Regions from separate parts of the Mus musculus genome. Here region 2 is linked to region 1. Evidence: chromatin contacts called from public Hi-C data. All regions are on one chromosome and are shown on one strand. Each heading gives the region's core, a stretch centred on a gene start, on an enhancer-like site or on the middle of the called end of the contact. The rest is flanking DNA. Distances are from core to core; before and after follow the strand shown.

What was found. Hi-C and Micro-C count contacts between places; a contact is called where the count stands out from the background.
Region 2: a contact with region 1 is called in a Hi-C map of olfactory sensory neurons, with 3 times the contacts expected there. The contact joins two enhancer-like sites. A contact is called at or near these places in 23 of 484 Hi-C or Micro-C datasets (3T3-L1-derived adipocytes, the BV-2 cell line, LSK cells and 18 more), 2 of 115 datasets of contacts at active chromatin or transcription factors (CD8 T cells and bone marrow-derived dendritic cells) and 3 of 9 other capture datasets (adipose tissue, macrophages and pancreatic islet).

Annotation. Positions count from the first base shown.
Region 1 is chr2:102,691,211-102,695,229 of GRCm38.p6, forward strand. All of the region lies in intron 1 of Slc1a2 (solute carrier family 1 (glial high affinity glutamate transporter), member 2), which reads left to right. Among named protein-coding and RNA genes, the nearest start is that of Slc1a2, 35 kb to the left of the region's middle. Within about 2 kb of position 2,566, at least 25 of the 459 cell types and tissues checked have an H3K27ac peak or open chromatin away from gene starts, as enhancers often do. A contact at or near this core is called in olfactory sensory neurons, where this site is marked.
Region 2 is chr2:102,784,730-102,788,335 of GRCm38.p6, forward strand. It overlaps Slc1a2 (solute carrier family 1 (glial high affinity glutamate transporter), member 2), which reads left to right. Exons shown (of 11, transcript NM_001077514.4): 11 at 1-3,606. Among named protein-coding and RNA genes, the nearest start is that of Gm13872, 40 kb to the left of the region's middle. Within about 2 kb of position 1,677, at least 8 of the 459 cell types and tissues checked have an H3K27ac peak or open chromatin away from gene starts, as enhancers often do. A contact at or near this core is called in olfactory sensory neurons, where this site is marked.

The DNA of each region.
Region 1 (4,019 bases), core at 1,316-3,815:
GGCTGGGAGTTGGAGGCTGGCCTGGGTGTTGTCCCATCTTGCTTTCCTCTGGCTGTGATAAAACACTGACAAAAAGCAATATAGGGAGGAAAGAGTTTATTTGACTTAAACATCTGGGCCACGGTCTATCACCGTGGGAAGTCAAGACAGTATCTCAGAGCAGGAACCTGGAAGCAGGAACTGGAGGAGAGCCATGGAGGAGTGCTGTTCACTGGCTTGCTCACTCAGGACCACCTGCTCAGACATGTCTCTCTCCATACTGGGCTAGGCCCTCCTACATTGATCATCAATCAAGAGAATGCTCCATAGACTTGCCTATAGGCCAATCTGATGGAGACATTTGTTCAATTGCACTTTCCTATTTTTTTTAGATGACTCTGGCTTATGTTATGTTGATGAAAAAAACTAACCATCAGTACTATAATAGCAAGTTCCAAGCAAACCCGAGCCTCACAGTAAAACCCTGTGTCAAGTATATATATAAAACCTCACCCCAAACCAAACCAAACCAAACCAAACCAAACCAAACCAAACTAAACCTTGCAAAACCAAACCAAGCTTAACCAAACGAAACCAAACCAAACCTAATGAAAGCAAACCAAATCAAATAAAAATAAAACAACAAAAACGAATGCATGCTGTTTGAAGTGTGCTATTTTATTTAGGAATCTATCAGATACATTCCTCCTATATTCTTTCTTAATGTATCGTCAACGATCCAGGCAGTGTACATGTATTTTAAGTCACAGATAGCTCAAGTAACTGACTCAGTAAGTACTCTACTGTTGCACAATTCTGTAATTTCTAAGACCTCATTATCTGCTCGACACACGGATGAATCTCTTCTGTATGTGCACTCTCCTCTGTGTGTTTAACTCAGCTGGTTGTAGATTTTTAGCTTTTGTAGTGTCCTGGCAGTCAAAGCTGAGTTAGATGGAAGGCTAAGGTTCAGAGGGAATATTTAAGGACTGGGGATATAGCTGGGTGGAAGAGTGCTTGAATTCAATCCCCTGTACCAAACCTGTTAAGTTCCTCTCAGTACTGTATCACAGGAAATAGATATCTCAAATGTTTGAAACAGAATCGTAGGTGTCTATGTTTTAGGATAAATGTGAAGGCATGATTTGTACTTTCACAAATAGTAGGTACATTTTTCATGAGAAGTTGACTCTCTGTTGTGGTGAAAACTTTCAAGGTTGCTCAGGGCCACAACGAGCAGGTGAATCCATAGAAAGGTCAACCCGGTGGCTGAACACATCCTCTGTGGCACAAATGTTTTCCTTTTAAGTCTGGTTCACATCCCACTTGCTGTGCAGTCTTGGGCATGTTGGCTAATGCACTGTCTCCACCCATCAAATGGGCCCATTGTGGTGAGCATTTAACCTTAAGAGAATGTGAGTCGGTTGGAGGATGCGTGCAGGCCACTGTCATCTGTCATATTGTTCTGCTCATCATCATAGCCATCTCCCCTCCCTGAAGGGTCTGTGTGCAAAATCCCATTCTCACCCTCTGTGTGCAGCTCCTGAAGGCCACCAGGGATACATAGCTTTTCTTGGAAAGGCAGCCAATGAAATGGTGCCGTGGAGCCTGTTATTTTCTGGAAGTGCCAAAGGGAGCTTATGGTCTCCCACTTTCTGTAGGAGAGAAAGGCAATCTGGGTGCCTCTGAACCAGCACAGTGGAAATCAGTGGACAGATTTGTGGGTTACTTATTGTCTCTCTGCTTTAAAGTTTTTAAAAATTAAAACATTTAACGACAGCCCTATATCCAGATTTCTTCAAGTATTCTTGGTGCCACGCCAAAGGGAAAGAGGAAGGAGTCTTACTGGCTGATGTAACTGAGTCTCACTGAGGTGTTCAGGAATTCCAGGGATTTAGATGCAGCAGGACTGGGGGGCCAATCTGTTACTCAGTCTCTTAGCTGAGCTTGGTTCTGAGTTATCTTTGTTCCAGGCAATGATGGGTCAAGCTCAAGGCATACGGTGCCTTCATAGTTAATAATTACAGCAATGAAAACTGCCTCTTTTTTTTTTCTGACGATCCAGAAAGGCCCCCAGGGAAGATTCTAGTTGGGTGAACTCCAGTTCCATTCATTCCTGGTGTAACCAGTGAGGAAACGTTCACTCCGATTGGCTAAATATGGATTATTGTTTGTACTTTCATGGAGCGTGTAGAGATGGGTGGTTCTCCAAAGAGATGCTGAGAAGACAATAGGGAAGGGAAGCAGAAGGAAAGGAATGGAAAGAAAACAAAAGAGAGAAAGAGGAGGAATACATGTAACTACTACTCAGAAATTCCCACAGTTAGGTAACTTATACCAGAGCTATGTAATACCTCGTGGAAGCTTAATTCATGAACTTTTCTTTCCCCCACCCCCACAAGGGTGTGATTTTTCAGTGAAGTGTTGTTTTCTTGCACCTGAAGCGTCAGTATTTGCCGTGACTGCTGCTTCTTGGAGCTCAGGGTGTCATTAGTAGCATAACAGCCACGCGGTGTGGCTTAGCCTTTTCCCTATAGACAGATGCTAAAAATACCCAGAGCACTGCAAACAAGCAGGGCGTGCCCACCTGGGATGGACTCTCAGCCACTAAGCCGCCTTAGCCCTGGCTCTGCAGGGAGAGGCACTGGCTCTGCTAGGACTCTGTTGATAGAGGAGACGAGGGGGCTGCTGGTGGAGGAGAACTGTGTGGAGGAGAGGAAATGGGGGAACCTGATAACACTTTTTTGTTTGCACTGACTTTGCTGTTCTCTGTAGACTTGAACTAAGATGTGTCAAGAGATCAGAGCAGTCCCCGCAGCAGCGCAGATTAGCTGGGATTTAAACTAAAACTCCTTAACCAAGAGGTCACCTAGACTTAAGCCTCCCGAATGTGTCCATGAAGAGGCCCAAGGAGCACAGCATTCAGAGAAGGTTAGTGTGCATGCTGATCAGGGCCAAAGCTATGCCTCAAGAACCAAGGAAAATTCCAGAGCCTTTCTGTGGAACCTTTAGGTGGAGTTGAACCATACAGAGAGCCAGGGTCATCTTAATTCAAGTGTGCGCCTCTCTTCTGTGTCTGAAGAGGTCAAGAGTATTGGCATCTTATGTTGAACAGCTATAGTAGAGAGCCTGCTTGCTTGCTAACTGGGTTGTCTTATCATGCCAGTGAGCTCTTGGGGTTTTCAAAAGCTAGCCAAGGGATTACATGATATGCTTAGACAGGTTATGGAAATATGTGACTCATAGCAGATCTGACCTTTCATACACTGTTTGGAATCATCTTGTGCCTATTTAACAATATAATGAACCCTACTTAGCGAGAACATGCAGGCCACGGTGTTGGCTGATTGAGTGGGACTGACTTGATGTTTCTAGAGAGATGGTCATAGAAAGGAAAAACAGAGGCGATCAATGGCCCTTTGGTCTTAACAATTTTATTTAAACAATTCCGTGGACACCTGGACTTGTCCCAACTTTTATGTTTCCCACTGGCAACTGCCACTCGGATGATCGATTGCCCAGAAGTTGTTCTCAGAACCATCTTTCCATTGGCCTGGGATTTAAGTGAAAAAGTTAGTCCTCAAAGGATAAGTATGAATCAGTTCTTGGGACAAAATGTACTTCACATTGTTTCTTTCCATACATGTGTGTGTGTGTGTGTGTGTGTGTGTGTACCCTGGACATATGCTTCTCATTGGAAAAACTCGATCGAATGTCTGTCTCTCTGGGCTGGCTCTCACGGAGAGCCTTTGGCATCTTCTCAAGCCTCAAGTGAAGTCATCTGAGCTCCCAGATTGCTAGGTGGTCGCTCCCAGGGAGTGTGGCAGAGGCAGGGGTGCCTGGCTCTGGGAGTTTGCTTTCTTAGAGGTTTATGACTGAAAAAACAAAGAAAGAAAAGAAGCAGTATATTGTCTATTTAATCTGCATTGTCTAAATGTGGCAAAGTATTTAGAGGTTTTGAGTCAGAACAGCCTCCTAATAACAGTGATAGCAACAGCAAAAGGTCTACTCTTTACAAAGCACTTCTTGTGTGCCAGGTT
Region 2 (3,606 bases), core at 427-2,926, 93 kb after region 1:
GGACCATGAGATCACTACTGATTTGGTTTTTGAGCTTTTTTTTGGGGGGGGGGTGGTAATAAAAGCCTGTGTGGCCTCATTGCCTGTGGAAAGTTTTATGTTCTATAAAAGACAGCTAGCCTTTTCTCCTCACTAGTCACTAGTTAGTTCGGACATTTACAGAGCAAAGGAAGGACTCCAGAATGTCTCCAGATGAAAACGAAGAAAGCACGGAACTGTGTATGAGGAATTCAGTTTATGGATCAGTCCCTGCTGGGGGATGCTGGGATCTCAGTGGTTCGCTGATTAGGGTCAACTATGGCTAGAAAATCATGGCACATAGAAGTGCACGTAGTCAGACACCCTTCAGAGAGTTGAAAGGCCTCAGAAGAAAACCCAACCCTGCCTTGCTGCTGTGAGTAATCTTCCCTTTGTTCTCCGAAGTAAAATCTTATTATAATGTTCACTTTTGTCAGGGTCTAGGCTCTTGCCTATGCATTATTTTCCTCATGCAACAAAGCAATAAACCCAAGTAGGTATTCGCATGCTCAGGCTCCGATAAACAAGCCGGAGCAGCTCAGGCCTCCTTTGATGACTAAAATGGCAGTGGTTACAACCCCGGGGCAACCTGCCCGGTTTGCTGCTCTCTTTAAGGACCAATCTGTCTGCCCTGCTTTTTTTTTTTTTTCTTTTCTGCTTATTCTGCAGCTGAACTCATGATCTATCAGGCAGGACGAAGGACCAGATGGGATTTTCTAGTACTGGGATACTTTCAGGGCTTCAGGGTCCAAGGGTCTTAAGGAGATAAGGTTAGCGTCTGAAGCAAGGGTTTCCTAAACCAAGTTGTCACTTGAAGATTCATGGTCACCGCATCTACAGTAGTCTCTGGTTAAACCCAAAAGAAGGATTACTGAGTGCCAACCCAGCCAGGTGGCAACTGTGACAGCTAATTTTCCGTGGGTGGAGTGAGATAAAGTCTCATCAAGAACACCAACCAGCTTAGGATTTTCCCTAAAACTCTCTTCCCAGTTCACTGCCCTCGCCCTTCCCTTTCCTTTCGTTTCATTGCTTAAGAGACTGCTTAGTAAGTGGCCAAATAGTTAAGAGGGGGTTGGCTTGGAAGCAGATAACAGGAGATCTTAACTATCAGTAATAGCCAGTCTCACCGCCTCACACCATAATCAGGCAATGACACAGAGATGTTTAAAAACAACGTGGCTTGGGAGAGGAAACATTTGATTAAGACACTCCCCATCTGTAGCTGTAAGGCTCACACAGCCACTGTGTGCCCAGGTTTCTTGCACTTCCTTCTGAAATGAGAAGGAACTGGACCAACTGCAGTTTTCTAATCTCCTTCCATCTTACTGTTCTCAAACATGACTTATTTATATTGTAAGTTTGAAAGACACACAAAATGAATATTCAATTTAGGTGTTTCCTTGTCCATGATGAGAAAACTCCAACTCAAGCTTCCATTCATTCCATACTTTACAAGCTTGGAGAGTGGCCACAGTAACCCAGTTTCCAGCATTCAGACATCAGTAAATATCCTTTGGTTAAAATCCCTATTCCCCAAACTCACTGTTCTCACGGAAGTGGTGATTTTGCTCAGGGAAATGTTCTGCAACATCACCGTGAGGGACCAGACACCTGGAGTCTGAATTTTGAGATCTTGCATCATACCTGCTGTAGCAACAGAGCCCACTCCAAATTCTCAGCCCACATCATTTTCCCCAAACAGTCCTAATTGCCAACCCTGTGTGGGAATTTGGGAGCCTCTGGCAAACAAGCTTGAACACTCCTGACATTTGGTGCAAGATTTACACAACAGCAACTGTCTCCACACACCTTTCCCGCCAAGTACATGCAGACGTATACATCCATTCTGCGCCTTCCCCCACCCCCGCCCCCACCCCCGCCCCCTGGAGAGAGGATTTGATTGATTTCATTAGAAAGTTCTCCTCTTGATTTACATGCATAACAGACAGCACATCATTGGGAGAGATGCTGTCACTTATAAGAACGGAGTTTTCCCATTTGCCCCATGTCCGTCCATGTTCACAGAGTGTCTAAGTCATTACAGCAGAGAGGGTGGCTGCACCTAACCTTCCCTGGTTCTGTATAAAAGGTCATAGCTTGCATTTTTTGCTCTCTGACCAAATTTCAACCAGAGTTAAATGGATGTATTTAGTGTGGTGAACATCTTCATTGCCAGAAAAGATTTCAGCTCTTCAAATTTGAGGGAGTATAGCCAGTTGGGAAAGGGCTAATTATTGTTAGTGGTGATGGTGGTTGGGTTTTTTTCTCCTCTCAAGGTGACAGAAGATCTATGGTGAGAGCAGAAAGATGTTTCTTAATTGACCTACTTAAGGTCACTGCAGAAAAGGGGGAGAAGTCCAGAAGGTCCTGGGAGATTGGGTTCACACTAACACTCTGAATCATTTCTGATCAGTTTTTTTTTTTTTTTCTATGCTGAATCTTGTCTTATCCTATGATCCAGTTACCAGTTTTGGTATTTTTAAGTCTTTCTCATTGTATTTTGGGGAATTTTTAGGCTGAGAATAAAATCTACTATTGGAACAGACCTGTGCTCTGCAGAGGCATCACGTGACCCAGACAACGGGTGGCAGAATATCTGGGTTCCCCTGGAGACACCCCCAACCCCTGGGTGAGCTTTAGAACCTAACAACAGACTGTTATCCTTATCACCATCCTCTGGGACATGGGGGATGATGCAGTCAGAGCCTTGCTACTTCTGGGCTTTGTTTCTCTCTATGGCAACCATTTTATCCTGCCTGGAAATGGCTTCCTGCCCTACGTGGAGAGCAGGCACACTTACAGCCAAGGAAGTGGTCAAACAGATCCCTAAGTTCTCTCCATGCTACAACAAATTCCCTAATACACACAACCAGAAACTCAGCTCCTGGGTGGCTTAGTACCCACAAGGTCACTTTCCTGTTCTAAGAGCCTTCGGTATCCAGATTCTTCTACAAACCACCTCAACTCTTTCCTCTTTCTTCCCTCCTCCATAAAATCTCAGCATCCCACCCCCACATTGCACAACAGTGATCAGATCAGCTGGTCACTATAGAGATTTGTATATATTAAAACAAACCTACTTTTTGGAGAATTTTTTGTATATTCTTTTCTATTTGTTTTCTACAAATTGAGGACAGAGCTGGCAAACTGTGAATCTAATTTTATCTTGATGCCAGCAGATATATTTTAGCTTCCTGGTATGAATCTATGTTACTAGGGACACCATATCACCCTCTGATCAGTATTGCACCTCCAATCTACAAAGTTAGTTTGGCCCAATCTTACATTCTCTCTTCCACAAATCCCCAAATTTCTTTGCTATTATTTATACAGAGAATATTTATAGTCCTGGATATTACAAGTTTTAATGTTAATTTAACTTTTAATAACATTACACATTTGTATCTACTCTTCAAAAATCATAAAGACTCAGAGTAGGCTGATATAGTCTCTTTGGTATCTGTAATTTTTTCAGACAGATATTTTCTTATGATATTTTCTATAAAACCACATAGATAGAAGTATAGCTAATTAGAGCACACATTTCTATAGCAATTTGGGGTATCAACTGTTTCCTGAGCATACAGA